Linked DNA regions of Mus musculus: region 1 is linked to region 2. The links are chromatin contacts, called in public Hi-C maps. All regions are on one chromosome and are shown on one strand. The core of a region is the stretch at or near the end of the contact, and the rest is flanking DNA. Distances in the headings are between cores, read along the strand shown.

Region 1 (6,850 bases), core at 1,121-3,620, 36 kb after region 2:
AGCTCAAGACTTAGGACCAAAAACTTTGAGGCAATGGGGGTGGCAGGTAAGCTGCTTGCATCTTGTAGGAGTGTTCTGGGGCACGCTGAGGGGACAAGGGAGGGGGCTGCCTGGCTGATGTACTGGGTAGGACATGAGTGTCTCACATGGGCTACCCACTGCCAGCTCCGCCCTGCATCTCTATCCCAGCCACCTCCAGCTCTGCCCTGCGGCTCTATCCTCGCCTGTCCCTGCTTTGTTCTGACTCGTGGCTCCTGGAGGTGGAGAGTGATGGATCCTGGCTACCTCCTCAGAGCAGCTGTGCTTATTTATGCCCACAGGGCCTTGTCTGTTAGAAGCTCAATATTTGGCTGCTGCTAGTGGGGAGGGAAGGGAAAAAGAGGAAAGGAGGGGCGATGCCGAGAACAGCTTCCAGGCAGAGTAAGGGCTATGGTGCCAGGCTCTGGTCATCCATTTAGATAAGGGCTTACTGGGGTAGTCAGGCCACCAAAGGCTCTAGATTTGTGTGGTGGCATCTGGTGGTGGGTGGAGTAGATACTGGGTGCTTCTGCCTAATCAGCTGGCTCTGGATGGGTTATGGGAGCTTGGCTGTCAGGCCCAGGGCCAGGCTAAAGCGCTGATTACTCACAAGAGGTTACATGAGCACTAGGTACACTAAATGGGGAACACTTGCTGCTCCTGTCCTTGACCTTGGCCCTTGCCCTGAGTGTGAGGAAAGAAGGAGGAAGGCAACAGAGAGTCTTTGTGCCCTAAGGAAGTACATAAAGCGGAGCTGGGATGGGCTGCCTGGACATATGGGACACATCCACCTGGGGATACAGGTGTGTGCCAAGGGATCATGGCTATCACTGATGCCCATCCCAAGGGCCCTGAGTCCGTGGCATCAGGTAAGCCGCCACTCAAGACCAGGACAACCTGAGAGGCTCACATAGTTCTACCTCTTCGGAAGGGAAAACAGAAACTCGGTGTAGCAGCCAGTGCAGGTCCCATTGGGAAGTCAGAGCTGTGATGGGCAGGTAGGTAGATGAGGACAGACAGACAGAGAGCCACAGGTCTCACCTGAAAGGATCCAATGGGTCCTTGGCGTCACAGACATCTGCGTGGCCATGACAGACACAGCGCCCACCAATGCTGATGTCTTTGATGCTGTAATAATACTACAGTGGAAGCCATGAGCATTAGGTGTCACCTGACCATGCCACCTACACCAACCCACCCCCTCTCCCCCAGAGCTTCTACAAGTCTCCAGTCACACCCACGTGCTCACCCTGCGGGTGACTGTGGGGTCCCGCAGCGCCTTGCCCATGAGGTGGCCCAGTAGCGTGTTGGTTCGCAGAAACCGCAAGCGGATGTTGGTGGCTTTGGTGAAGTCTCGAAGTAACGGTGAGTAGGAGAAGTTCAAGGCCCCAGGGCGCCCATTTACCAAGGACACCACAATCTGCAGAAGGTGTGGTAGATGAGGCCAGGCTCAGAAACAACAGGGACCCACCACCCCCAGACAAGCACAGCTGTGCAACCCACCTCGCCATTCTCCAAAGGCACTATTCGCGAGTATTCTGTGGTGCAGATGACGTCGTCGTCCTGCGTGATGCGCTCTAGAGTCCGAGGTCCAAACCGCTCCAAACAATCCCTCTTGGAGGCTGCAGGAAACGGGTAAGAAGGTAGAGTAACAGATGCCAGATACAGACTCCCATCCTGGGCCCCAGCCTAGCATCCTTGTGTTGCCTACACACTCCGAAACACAGATTGCTGCCCCACGTTCTACTGACCAGCAGGGGTTATCAAACAGACAGCAAAACCCTAGCTAGGGGCTAGAGAGATAGCTCAGAGGTTAAGATAAGCACTGGCCGTTCTTCCAGAGGTCTTGAGTTCAATTCTTAGCAACCACATGGTGGCTCGCAACCATCTATAATGAGATCTGGTGTCCTCTTCTGGTCTGCAGGCATATATGCAGACAGAATGCTGTATACATATAACTCTTTTTTAAAAAAATAAATAAATCTTAAAACAAAACCCTAGCTCAATGTAGACTGGACTGCAGAGCCTTTGCTACCACGATGCCCAGGCCTCTTCCTGGGACATGCCAGAGAATGGTGTTCCTTAACTTCTCTGCAGGCGCAGTCTGCAGTTGCCCCTCTCTTACTCTTGGCCAGGGAGTTTTGGGGGACGTGTCACCAGGCCTATCTAATCAGAGTACCCCCACCCTGCCAACAAAACTGGTCAGGTGGCATGTGGCCGGCTGGGCCTGCCAAGGACTCCAGCTGTCTCCTGCCACAGGCAGTAAAGCTGGCAGGAGGTAGGCCCACAGCTGCCAGAGCTGCTTTGTTTCCACGGGAGCCGCCTGAGCTCAAGCCTATCTAGAGGAGCCATAAAATGGCCCAAAGATTCCTGGTACCACCAGTGTAACACCAGCTATGTCCAAGGTCAAGCGTGGGAGTCGATAAGCTCCCATCTACCCCTAGGTGGCGCTGGCAGCAATGAACCCTAAAGAGGCCATCACAGGGGTCAGGGCTTGCTTGGCATCAGGGGCCTTGAAGCAACTATAGGCCTACCGCAAGGACTCCAGTCCTGCAGCTAAGGACACTCACAGGCAAAGAACTGCCACGGCTGATAAGTGTGACCGAAGTCTGTGGACCGCTCCAGCACCCAGAGGTCAGGCCGAGGTGAGTTGGCAAACTTGATGAGCACATAGGCCACATGGAACACCTGCAGGGGACAGGGGGTGTGACATCAGACACTGTGTCCCTCCATGTAGCTTCCTGCACTCTTAGGTGTGAGGTACAGCAGGCGACGCAGAGGCAGGTCTGTGACGAAATCTTCAGGTTTGACTCTGAAATGTCTTCCCCAGCAGGCTCCTGTTTTGAAAGCTTGGTCCCAGCTGGTGGCACCATTTTGGGGACACGTGGGCTATTGTGGGGACATGTGGAACCCTTAGGAAGTGAGGCCTAACTGAAGGAAGTGGGTCACTAGGAGCCTTGAAGACCTAGTTCCTATCCACCATGACGCGACAGGCTTTGACAGCATGCTCCCGTTGCCATGGACTGAGGTACATACCTTTAATCCCAGCCCTCGAGAGGCAGAGGCTGGAAGATCTAAGTTTGAGGCCAACCTGGTCTACATAGTAAGTTCCAGGACAGCCAGGACTATTACAAAGAGAAACCCCCGTCTCAGGAAAAAAAAAAAAATCTGATACCAAAGTAGTTAGGTTGCTGCTATCACTAAAGCACATGGTCCCCATATGCTTTAAATCACATGGCCTCCAAACTCTGGAACTGGTGTGAAAGGAATATGGAAGATTGGGAAATGTAGGTTATAAAAGTCTAGAAGCTGAGCTGGAGAGATGGCTCAGTGGTTAAGAGCACAGGCTGCTCTTCCAGAGGTCCTGAGTTCAATTCCCAGCAACCACATGGTGACTCACAACCATCTATATATAATGAGATCTTGGGCCCTCTTCTGGCACGCAGGTGTACATGCAGATACTCAAACATTAAATTTTAAAATCTTTAAAAAAGAAAAGGAGAAGTCTAGAAGCTGGAGGTGGAGCTTGCTGGGCCATTCTGATGCAAGCATGAACACCAGGACCTCAGTAGAAATACAGGCAATGGTGCCAACAAGGAGATACCTCCCTGCACAAAGCATCTCTCACATGATAACCTGACTCCCATCCCCAGAGCCCAACATGAAGATGGAAGGAAAGGAGGCTCCACATGTGTACCACAGCCCACATGCACACACAAACACATACACACATGTACATAAATAAATACACATAAAACATAGTAAAGCAAAGTGGACAGGAGGCTGGAGAGGCGGCTCAGGCTTAAGAACACAAGCCGCTCTTCCAGAGAACCCAGCTTTGATTCCTAGCACCCACGTGGAAGCTCACAAATTTGTAACTCCGGTCCTGGGAGTTTCAAGACTCTCTTCTGGCACCAGGCATGCATATGTGGTACACAGACATGAGGTTTCAGATTAGAACAGTTATCCCATAGAAAATCAGACTGGGGTCATTCTGGGAAGGAATCTGCCCACATTTTGCCTGTGCCCAGAAATTGTGAGAGAAGCTAAATTCAAAAGGAATGAACTAATGAATGCTGTGGGGTAAAAGTCAACATAGCATCCAGGCTGTGTCATGGTTATTGCTGGCTGCCTTCGGTCAGATTTACAACCAGAATCAGGAAGAAAAAAAACGGAGCAAAGATGTAGAGGATGTAAGTATAGCGGAAAGGCAGCTTGTTTAAATACAATTAAGAGACTAGCAACTTTAATTAGAAGTTACATAATTAGCACTTGGAAAATAAGAAAGGTCCCTGGAGGCCTTCAATGCAGTAAGGTGACTCCATCAGGTTCCACGGTGAAACCGTCAGCTCTCCTGAAAAGCTGCTGCCCTTGGCAGAAGGCTAACTAGGAACATGGCCTCACAGTTTCAGGTATCTGTAGCTGTGCACAAGGGGCCCACCTATTGCTCAGGCTGGTGACAGATAGAAGGTGGCATCACCTATATGGTAGCAGATTTGCTGGAGTGGAGTTATGGTGTCACAGAGGCTTCTAACAAGATTTCTGAGAAAAAGCCCATCAGGTTTCTAACAGAGTCAGGTTCCAAACGAAGCCCAAGCTATAGCAAGGACCTAGCCATTGGCCAGGTCAGGAATTTACAAAATCTATAAAGAAATGCTACAGGCACCAAGTGGAGTCAACCCCAGAGAAACTATGTAGCCAACAGCAAGCCATTTGGACAGGGCCACCTGCATGGCAGAGCTCGGACTGCCACTGTATGCCACAAATGTTGAGCATATAGCTACAGGATTTAATGTTTGTCCTTTGGCTTTGATCATTCTTTCCTTTTAGGATAGGAATGTCAGGGTTTTGTTTGTTTGTTTGTTTTTGTTTTTTAGAGACAGTATTTCTCTATATAGCCCTGGCTGTCCTGGAACTCACTCTGTAGACCAGGCTGGCCTTGAACTCAGAAATCCACCTGCCTCTGCCTCCCAAGTGCTGGGATTAAGGGCATGCCTGGCACACAGTTTTTTGGTTTTTGGTTTTTTAAAAAGATTTTATGTATATGAGTATACTGTCACTATCTTCAGATACACCAGAAGAGGGCATCAGATCCCATTACAGATGGTTGTGAGCCACCATGTGGTTGCTGGGAACTGAACTCAGGATCTTTGGAAGAGCAGTCAGTGCTCTTAACCGCTGAGCCACCTCTCCAGCCCTGTGATGCACACTTTTAATTGCAGCACTTGGGAGGCAGAGGCAGGCAGATCTCTGTGAGTCTAAGGCCAATTTGGCCTACATAATGAGTTTCAGGACAGCCAGGGCTATATAGTGAGACCTTGTCTCAAAAAAATAGATAGGTAAATAAATTTTAAAAAGGAATGATACTGTTATTTTATACTGGAAGTAGCTTCTAGTTCTTACAGATGTTAAGAGTCTGCCCTGAGTCCAGAGGATACTTTGAACTCTGGATTTGTGAAGTGTTGGGATTGCCACAGCCTGGCCAGTCCCAGCCTTGAGTTCTCAGCCATCACAGGACACCTTCTCAGCAAAGCACTCTGATGGACTAACAAACCACCTCTGCCCTGAACATCCCAAGGGCCATCCTCTCTTCACAGGCTCCCGCCCACCACCTTCCTCAGCCTACCTCGCTGCCTAGCTCTACCAGCTGTGGTCCCCCCTCACCTGAGGGACCCCAACTTCACTGTCACCACAGGTATCAATCTTATCTCTGCCGACAGGTGTACGCAAACTACCCCAGCCCAAGGGTAAGATGAAGCAGAGAGTTCCTTATTCTTCTGTACTGAATGCTGCCTGCCAGAAACGAAGTCCTTGGGATAAAGGTACTGGGTGCACAATTTGCCCGTTTAGCTGCCTGGGACTGGGCTGCAGCTCAATGCTACGAAACTTTTCAAGAATATATGAAGCCTTGGATTTCATCCCAAGAAAAACACACACCTCAACACTCCTCATTCACTCTTGGCCTGCACCTAGAGGTTTCCTATCACCTGCTATCTACCTGCATGCCCAGCTCAGCCCACAGAGCTGGCAGGCCAGCCTCAGACCTCTCTTCCTTCCTAAATGCTTCAGGGAGAGCCCAAAAGCAGCACAGGTCTTGGAGACTGGTGTGAGATGAACAAGAAAGGGGAGAAGCCATCGTCCAGGCTGGGATCTGTTCCAAGCGCTGGAACTAAGGAGGCCAGTGGTGTGAGCAGGTTAGATCCCTCCTGCTAGTTGCTGCCCCAGCTTCTCACCAAGAGCAGGTGGAGGTCAGCAGGCTTAAAGTGTGTAGGACCCCATGGGGAAGGGGGACCCTGTGGGTAAGGGGGACCCCTGCTCCAGGCTGTATTAGCTTGCTTTCTGTCACTGCGATGAAGCACTGACCGGAGGCAGGAACTGAAGCAGAGACAGGGAAAGATGCTGCTTATTTTAAGTGGCTTGCTTCCCTCCTGGCTTTCTCAGCTACCTTTCCTAAATAACCCAGGCCCACTGCCTAAGAGTAGCACCACTCATAATGGGTTAGGCTCTCCCTTCAACCATAAGTCAGGAAATTGTCACACAGACATTCCCACAGGCCAGTCTGAGGGAGGTAATTCAATTGAGATTCCCCTCTTTCTCGTCTTTTTCTACATCTAAGTTTGCATCAACTTGACAAATAAGCCATCACTATTAGACCATAACCCTTCTTTTCTGCTTTTTTAAAAAAATTTATTTATCATGTATACAGTGTTCTATCTGTATATACACCTGCAAGCCAGAAGAGGGCACCAGATCTCATTACAGATGGTTGTGAGCCACCTTGTGGCTGCTGGGAACTGATCTCAGGACTTTTGGAAGAGCTGCCAACGCTCTT
Region 2 (7,550 bases), core at 3,636-6,135:
TCAGTGAACTGCAGGAATTCCCTCCCCGGTACTAGCTCTGCAAGCATTTTAACAAGTAAGCTATCTTCCCAGACCCTCTTGGTTTTCTTTGAGGTCACATCTCATGTAGCTTGAAACTACTACCCTCAGCCTCCTCAGTGCTGGGATATCACATGTGAGTCAATACACCTCGCCTGTATATCAGCTTGCATCTCTCTTAGGTAAATGCCTAAGAAATACTAGCTGAGTCACATGGTTATAGTATGCTTACTGTCTGTAAAAACAAACACAAACATTGCCACCTCACCAAAGAGGAACCATAGTGGCAGGTGAAGCTAGGGAGTGCTCAGGTTGTAGAGCATTAGAAACCTGCCGACACATGGTGAGGGTTGGCACAGCAGGGCACTCAGCACCACTGGGGCATGCAGAGGCAGGCTTCAGGGACTTAGAAAACTAAATGCACCTCTTCCTTATTCTAGAATTCAAGGCCAGCCTGCTGAGTTCCAGGACAGCCAGGGCTACACAGACCCTGACTATTGAAAGAAGGAAAACTAACCATACCATGCCCATGGTGATACACATGTAGCCCCAGCTTGGAGGGGAAGACAAAGTCTTGGGTTCAAGGCTAGCCCTAATTACATATTGAGACCTTGTTTCCAAAAACAAAACCCAACCAAATACAGTCCTACCACAAAGCTGACAAACAGGCTTTCATATTTACCAACACAGACCTACACACAGGTACTTGTAAGAAACCAAGAACAACTTCAGTAAGTGAACAGAGATGCATCCAGATCATGGAATATCAGTGTTGGAAAGGAGATTCCAAGCCATAAAAGGGCCTGGCTCAGCAGGTAAGGCCCCCTAGCGTAATGACCCGAGTTTTATATCCAGTATTTACATGGCAGAAGAAGAGACCTAGCTCCTGAACTTACAGACATTTTGCTCTGACTTCCACAAGCAAGCCTCGGCACAATTCCACCATTAAAGGGTGGGAAGCTAGAGTGATAGACAATGATTTGGTTCCCAGCACCTGACAAAAACCGGTAACTTTTTTTTTTAAAGCTTCATTATTATATGTAAGTACACTGTAGCTATTTTCACACACACCAGAAAAGGGTATCAGATCTCATTATGATGGTTGTGAGCCACCATGTGGTTGCTGGGATTTGAACTCAAGACCTTCAAAAGAGCAATCAGTGCTCTTAACTGCTGAGCCATCTCTCCAGACTGAACTGATAACTCTTAATTCCAGGGAATCTGACACCCTCTGTTGTTTGCTGCAGACTCGCACATGGTACACCTACATACTAAAAAAAAAAAGAAAAACTTTTTTTTTAAGTCAGAAAAAAAAGACATGGGGGAACTTAATTGTCATTGAGAGACGTTCCTTTACATAGGCCACGGTGCACTAGTACAACATGATATTTTGGGAAAAAATGTGCAAGAAGGGCTTGGGGTGCAGGTGAGCTGTGAGCTGTGGCACTGTTATGGGAGTGTTTGTCAATATGAATAGGGAACATGCCAGGCCCCGTAGTCTAAGTGTGGTGTACTGTATACTTACTACCCAGTGGCTTTCAGGGGGCTTCTGAATATTTGGAGGCCATTCTGGGGTATGTAGTGAGACTGTCTCAAACAATATATGTGAACAGTGTTGGTTTGGTTTAACTGTCTCCAGGGACAACTCAAAACTTTGTGATAACATTGTGAGGCAGGACTGTCAGGTGAGGAGGCCTTGAGGGTGCCTCCCTCATGCATAGGACTAAGCCCTTATGAAGGCAGGTGTCCTACCACATAGCCCTACTAGACACCGAAACTGCCCTGCTTTGACCTTGGTCTTCTGCTGGAAACTGATTTGTGTTCATTTAGAGGAACAGAGTAGCACCTGCCCAGTGAGCCCCGTGCATATTGTGGATGTCTAAGATCATGAACTTGGGAGAAACATTACTGGTTCTCATAGACCCACCTGGAAGGTGCAGCCTGGGAGGCAGGGGCAGGGGAGTGTGAGCTGTCTGTACTTTCTGCTCAGTTCTCTGGTGAACCTAAAATTATTCTGAAGAATTAAGTCTATTAATAAGACAAATGGAGAGAAAGCCATACCTGCCGAAGTCAGCTCCCCAGTGGCTGACTTCCCTTATGGAAACTAAAGACAGAAACCATCCACAATGTAGTCCACACAGGTCAGGGCCAAGGTAATCACTGCAGCCTACCCACTGTTGGGTTCTACTACAGGTTTGGACATTCCAAGGACTGTATTTGTGAACTGCAGTAACTGTGGGGACCAGCATCTTTGCCTTTTTTGTGCCGTTATGCAGCACTCAAATGGAGTGGCCACGAACACAGCCTTCTCAGCACCCAGCTAGGATGGTGTGCTTCCCGCTACAGAATACTTAAGGAAGGCATGGGAGGTGCCATAGGACTGTAAGCTTTCCTGGCTCATGAGAAGATACTGGATCCAAGGCCCTCAACATTCATGACCTGGCAGAAGCCCAATCTCCTGGCTTTGAAATGTGGGTTCTTTGTGACTCTAGTAGCAGCTTTGACATATGTGGCAAGTAACATTTGCTTGGGGCCACAACCAGGTTAGATTTTCTTCTTTTTCTCTTTGGCTGCTTCATGCTATAGTGTCAGCTTCTGACACCAGGCTCCACCACTGCCTTCTGGAAACTAAGATTCTCAGAAATGATGAGGGCTGCCTAGCACCACACAGAATTGTCACCTGCAAAGAAGTTTTGTTTATGTGGGCTTTAAACAGCCCGGGCTGCATCATCCCATTAAGGTTCTCAGCACCCACATGGTGACTTACATGTGTCTATAACTTCAGTCTTAAGGATCCCAGATAGCCCTCTTCTGGACTTTGCAGGCACCCAGCATGTACATATGTACACTCAGGCAAAACACCCATACACATAAGATGAAAACCAATTACAAAATCGAGCTGGAAATGTGACTTGGGGGTGAAGCACTTTTTTGGGGGGAGTTTACGAGACAGGGTTTCTCTGTGTAGCCCTGGCTGTCCTAGAACTCACTCTGTAGATCAGGCTAGCCTCCAACTCAAGAGATCCGCCTGCCTCTGCCTCCGAGTGCTGGAATTAAAGGTGTGCACCACCACACCCAGGTGGGGGTGAAGCAATTAACCAGGAATGTTTCGGCCCTGGGTTGGATAGCCAGCATGACAACAAGCAAAGATAAACTTTCAGTTTATGAACATAACAGTGAAGTGACAGCTCTATTTTCCAAACTGCTCCCAAATTAATTAAATCTTTAAAGAATGACTTAAAACATTTTATGTGTGTTTTGCCTACATGCATGTCTATACAATGTGTGTGTGTGCCTGGTGCTCACACAGGCCAGAAGAGGGCATCCGGTCTCATGGAACTGAGGTTCCAGACAGTTGTGAGCTGCCATATGGGTGCTGGAAATCAGACCTGGGGGCCTCTGCAAGAGCTGCCAGTGCTTTTAACCACGGAAGCATTTCCCCAGTCCCAATTAAATCTTTTAAATTGGTCTTGAACACTTGGCAGTTCTCCTGCCTCAGCCTTTTCAGGGCTGGGATTATCAGGCATGAGCCACCACACCTAACGAAATTCAAAGGTTTTTGTAGTAAAGCTGGAAACTGGGCCAGCGAGATGACTCAACAGGTAACATTGTTTGCCAGGCAAGTCTGGTAACCCAAGTCTGATCACAGGAACCCAGAGTGTAAAGAAGCAAGTTACTGAATGTTGTGCTTAGACTGCCACATGGGTGACACACACTTTTAAAAAAAGGAAACTACACAGGACAGAGTCCAACAAAAAGATGACAGACGCAAGCATGTAGAACTTACTGCATCAGAATTCCAAGCAGGAACTAAAGCGAGTGAGCCACAGTGGCGACAGAAATGCATCTTAGAGGCGGGACTCCCTCCAGCTCAGGCTGGCCTGGAACACGTTGGTGTCGGCGTCAGACAGTAGTAAGTGAGAAAAACTACTTTTCACCTTTGTTTCAGAAAAAGACCGCACACGTTTCACATATACACAGATGGTAACTTGTGGAGCATGCCAGAGAATTCAGCACTGCTTGGCCCTGGAGAGGGCTGGAGGGTGGGCCTGGGGCCTTAAAGCTGTCATAGAGGAAGCAAAGAAATGGAAGTGGTGTGTAAAAGAAACTGTGAGGACTCTTGGGCTTTACATTCTGCGAGCACCTCTGCCCTACAGGAAGGTGGTGGCACCCTACCTGACTAGCTACAAGCAGCCCTTAGACCCCACCCATCCGCGGTGCTCTGTGAACTTGTTCTTACAGCATTGAGCAACCCCATGCTACCTTCTCCACCCCACCTCCACTCCCCCATCCTGAGCAGCCGCTTGTACTTTCCTATAATGTATGTCAAATTAGCACAAAGTGACATGAAGCTGACACTTTCCTCGCTCTCGTGTCAAGAGACTACCTCCTACCTTTTAAACCATGTGACTATTTTATGTCTTGGGCCCTGACACCTCGCTCACCCAATAATGCAAATCAGACAGGCTGTCTCCCTGCGGTGTGGAGAGAGACAGGTCCATTCAGAACTAGATGGGTAACAGCGGACATCCGTCCCAGGGTACGTGTCACAGCTCAACCCCACGAGCACGTTGGTGTACGGTCCGGTGCCCATCACCCTGGTCTCGACCTCTGCAGCGCCGCCCCGCGGGGGCCCTTTCTGCGAGTCGTGGAGGCCGGGGCGCTGTTCCCAGCGCTGCCGCCAGGGGCCACCGCCGCTCCCCTATGACACAGCAACAATAGGGGCCGCTCTGGCCCGCGCTTCCGCCGGAAACAGGCCGCCGGCGCGGAGGCGGGCCGGATGCGATGGACGGTGACCAGGGCCAATCGGGACCTGGTCGGGGCCGGCCGCGCGGCTGACGGAACTCAATCCGCGGCGAGAGCGGCGGCGGGGCGGGCCAAGCACGGGCTTCCGGCGAGGCCCGGCAGGCGCCGAGGAGGAAGAGCGAGCCCGGACGGTGCCCCTAGGCCGAGTGTGAGCACCGCCAGGTAGGGGCCCGGTGGCGGCAGCGGCGGCTTAGGCGCACGCGGCTCCAGGCTGGGTCGAGCGGCGGGAGGACGGGACGCGGCAGCAGCCGGGGGGCCGAGTCAGTCCGGGCCGGCCGCCGGTGCCCCAGACGCGCCGGGGCCGGACGCAGCGAGGCTCCCTCCGCACGGGCGGGCAGTGACGTCGCGGGAGCAGGGGCTCCGCGGGGCTGCGCTCGGCCCTGCGCACAGCCCTGGCCTTGCGCAGCCTGGCGCGCTCCCGCTCCCGGGCAGTCGCGGGCCGACCGGCGTATGGGTGGGACATTGAGCACGCGACGCGGAACGACGGGCCTCGCTCTGTTTTTTCAGGATGACGACTTCAGGCGCTCTGTTCCCAAGCCTGGTGCCCGGCTCTCGGGGGTCTTCTACCAAATATTTGGTGGAGTTCCGGGCAGGAAAAATGTCATTAAAAGGAACTACGGTCACCCCAGATAAACGGAAAGGTCTCGTGTACATCCAGCAGACGGACGACTCCCTTATTCACTTCTGTTGGAAAGACAGGACCTCTGGGACCGTGGAGGATGTGAGTGCCTGTAGCCAGAACAGGCCAGCGGGGCAAGAGCAGGGAATATGGCTTCATCTTCCATAGATTAGTGTAGGGGTCCCAAGGTTGGCAGAGTGCTCCAGTCACTCTGTGAAGCCATGCACCCCGTGGTGACCATGGTTCTTAAGGTTTTAGCAGAGACAGCCTGCTGACAGGGTGATAGGGTGGGCTGGTGGCCTCAGCCCTGGCCTTAAACTTCCAGTCTTGTGGAGGAGTGTGCAGATATGACCCTCACCACAGCCTCGGGTAGTTTAGCGCTCTGAAGAGGCTGCTTTCCTTGGGGCTCTTTGTCTCCCAAAGTACATTGTTCTTTGTTACACTTAGGAGCAGCTAGCCAGAGTTGGTTGACCTTTTACTTCTTGGAACACAGTTCCAGAATGTTTCTGTTAAGTCGTCTGGTCCTCAGAGAGCACTTTTTCTATTCCTCCAGTCTGGGCCCTCTTCTGTTTGTCTTCACTGGGGTCTGAGACTTCTTGACTCCACCCTGTTATTGGGGTCCAGCAAATATTCAGGGACCTAAGCCTTGGTGGTACACACTTGTGTGCCTCTGTCTATCTGTCGTCTGACTGTCCTCCTTGTGTCGCCAGGACTTGATTATCTTTCCTGATGACTGTGAGTTCAAGCGGGTACCTCAGTGCCCCAGTGGGAGGGTCTACGTGCTCAAGTTTAAGGCAGGGTCCAAGCGGCTCTTCTTCTGGATGCAGGTAAGCAGGAGAGTGGTCTACTCTGTCTTTCCTTGTGATTCACTTGGGGTTACTTTCCCCACATTAGAAGGTGCTGACCTGGAGGGCCTGGTCTGGCTGCGTTCCTACCACGGTGGCTAGCTGGTGGTTAGGCACCGGAGCCCCGCTCGTGGACTTATCTGTAGGCACACAGCTCCAGGGCCTCAGGTCTTCCATTACTCCATGGCCACGAATTTTAGCTCCCAGAGGTGACGCCCTCTGTTCTCTCAGCAGTTGAACGTCCCCCACTTAAGCTCTTCTGTGCTGTGTGTTGCGAGGCCCTTCAGTGTCATGGCTCCTGCATCTCACCCACATCTGCAGTGTCCCTCAAATGCAGTCTCCACAGTCTGCCACCTGTTGGAGACCATTGGCATATTTGTGTTTCTTATACTGTTAATGTGGTTCTGCTGTGGTATGGGACATGGGCTCTCTCTTGGGTATGTGGGTCCAGTCTGGAGTCAGGGCTAGACTTGGGGTATGTTCAAGGGTGGGGTACACAGCCATTACCATTGTCATCCTGTGAAAGGGGGCAACAAGCAGCTATTTGTCTGCAAAGTACCAGGAGGGGAGGGGCTTCCTCTCAGCCTGGGTTCTGGTCACCTGAGCACAAGGATCTAGAACACAGAGAGGACAAGGGGTGTGGCCCCTTTGCCTGGTGGTGGGGATCAGTTCGTTCCCTGCACGGCTCACCAGGAGCCATACAGTGAAGGCACTGCAGTCTTGCATTGTGATCATTGGCTCTGGGGCCTTCTCACTGTTGCCATTGCTGTCCTATTGAGCTGTGCTGTCACATTTGTAGTGCTGCCTCTCCAGTCACTGTGTGCGCGCGCTGATTGAGGCTAGCTGGCCACATGGGTGCAGGGAGCCGCTCCTTGTGCAGACTGCTCAGCTTTGGCTCTTTGCATATGCTCTCTGGCAGGAGCCCAAGACTGACCAAGATGAGGAGCACTGCCGGAAAGTCAACGAGTGTCTGAACAACCCCCCCATGCCTGGGTCACTGGGAGCAAGTGGGAGTAGTGGCCATGAGCTTTCAGCACTGGGCGGTAATTATCACCTAGACCTGCGTGGGGCATTGTCCTTCAGTGACTGGGGACACTGTGAGGCAGAGCCTGCTTGATAAGTTCTGGTTCTTTCTTTCCTCCCATCTACACAGAGCTCACCTGCTCCCTGCTGCCTCCTTCCAGAGGCTGTTACTCCCTCAGTGGTTCTTGGGTAGGGCCAAGGCCAAGCATCTGCCATAGAGTGCAGTGCTCACAAGGGTC

The links. A called contact is a pair of places that touch in the nucleus more often than the background predicts.
Region 1: a Hi-C map of differentiating embryonic stem cells shows a contact between it and region 2, with 1.8 times the contacts expected there. The contact joins the enhancer-like site here to the promoter of Adrm1 in region 2. A contact is called at or near these places in 4 of 39 promoter capture datasets (embryonic stem cells and macrophages), 1 of 15 datasets of contacts at CTCF or cohesin (the NIH/3T3 cell line), 49 of 484 Hi-C or Micro-C datasets (the 4T1 cell line, the AML12 cell line, the C2C12 cell line and 13 more), 6 of 115 datasets of contacts at active chromatin or transcription factors (embryonic stem cells, epiblast stem cells, extraembryonic endoderm stem cells and 2 more) and 4 of 9 other capture datasets (adipose tissue, embryonic stem cells, liver and 1 more).

What each region holds. Positions count from the first base shown.
Region 1 is chr2:180,205,666-180,212,515 of GRCm38.p6, forward strand. Lama5 (laminin, alpha 5) reads right to left here. Exons shown (of 79, transcript NM_001081171.2): 3 at 2,589-2,706; 4 at 1,522-1,640; 5 at 1,268-1,438; 6 at 1,060-1,157. Among named protein-coding and RNA genes, the nearest start is that of Gm52542, 16 kb to the right of the region's middle. Within about 2 kb of position 2,371, at least 26 of the 459 cell types and tissues checked have an H3K27ac peak or open chromatin away from gene starts, as enhancers often do. A contact at or near this core is called in the G1E-ER4 cell line, differentiating embryonic stem cells, embryonic fibroblasts and 2 more, where this site is marked.
Region 2 is chr2:180,166,703-180,174,252 of GRCm38.p6, forward strand. It overlaps Adrm1 (adhesion regulating molecule 1), which reads left to right and starts at 4,886. Exons shown (of 10, transcript NM_019822.3): 1 at 4,886-4,986; 2 at 5,332-5,545; 3 at 6,154-6,270; 4 at 7,208-7,331. The coding sequence starts at 5,333. It overlaps Gm29886 (a long non-coding RNA gene), which reads right to left and starts at 4,548. Exons shown (of 4, transcript XR_867152.3): 1 at 4,464-4,548; 2 at 3,806-4,081.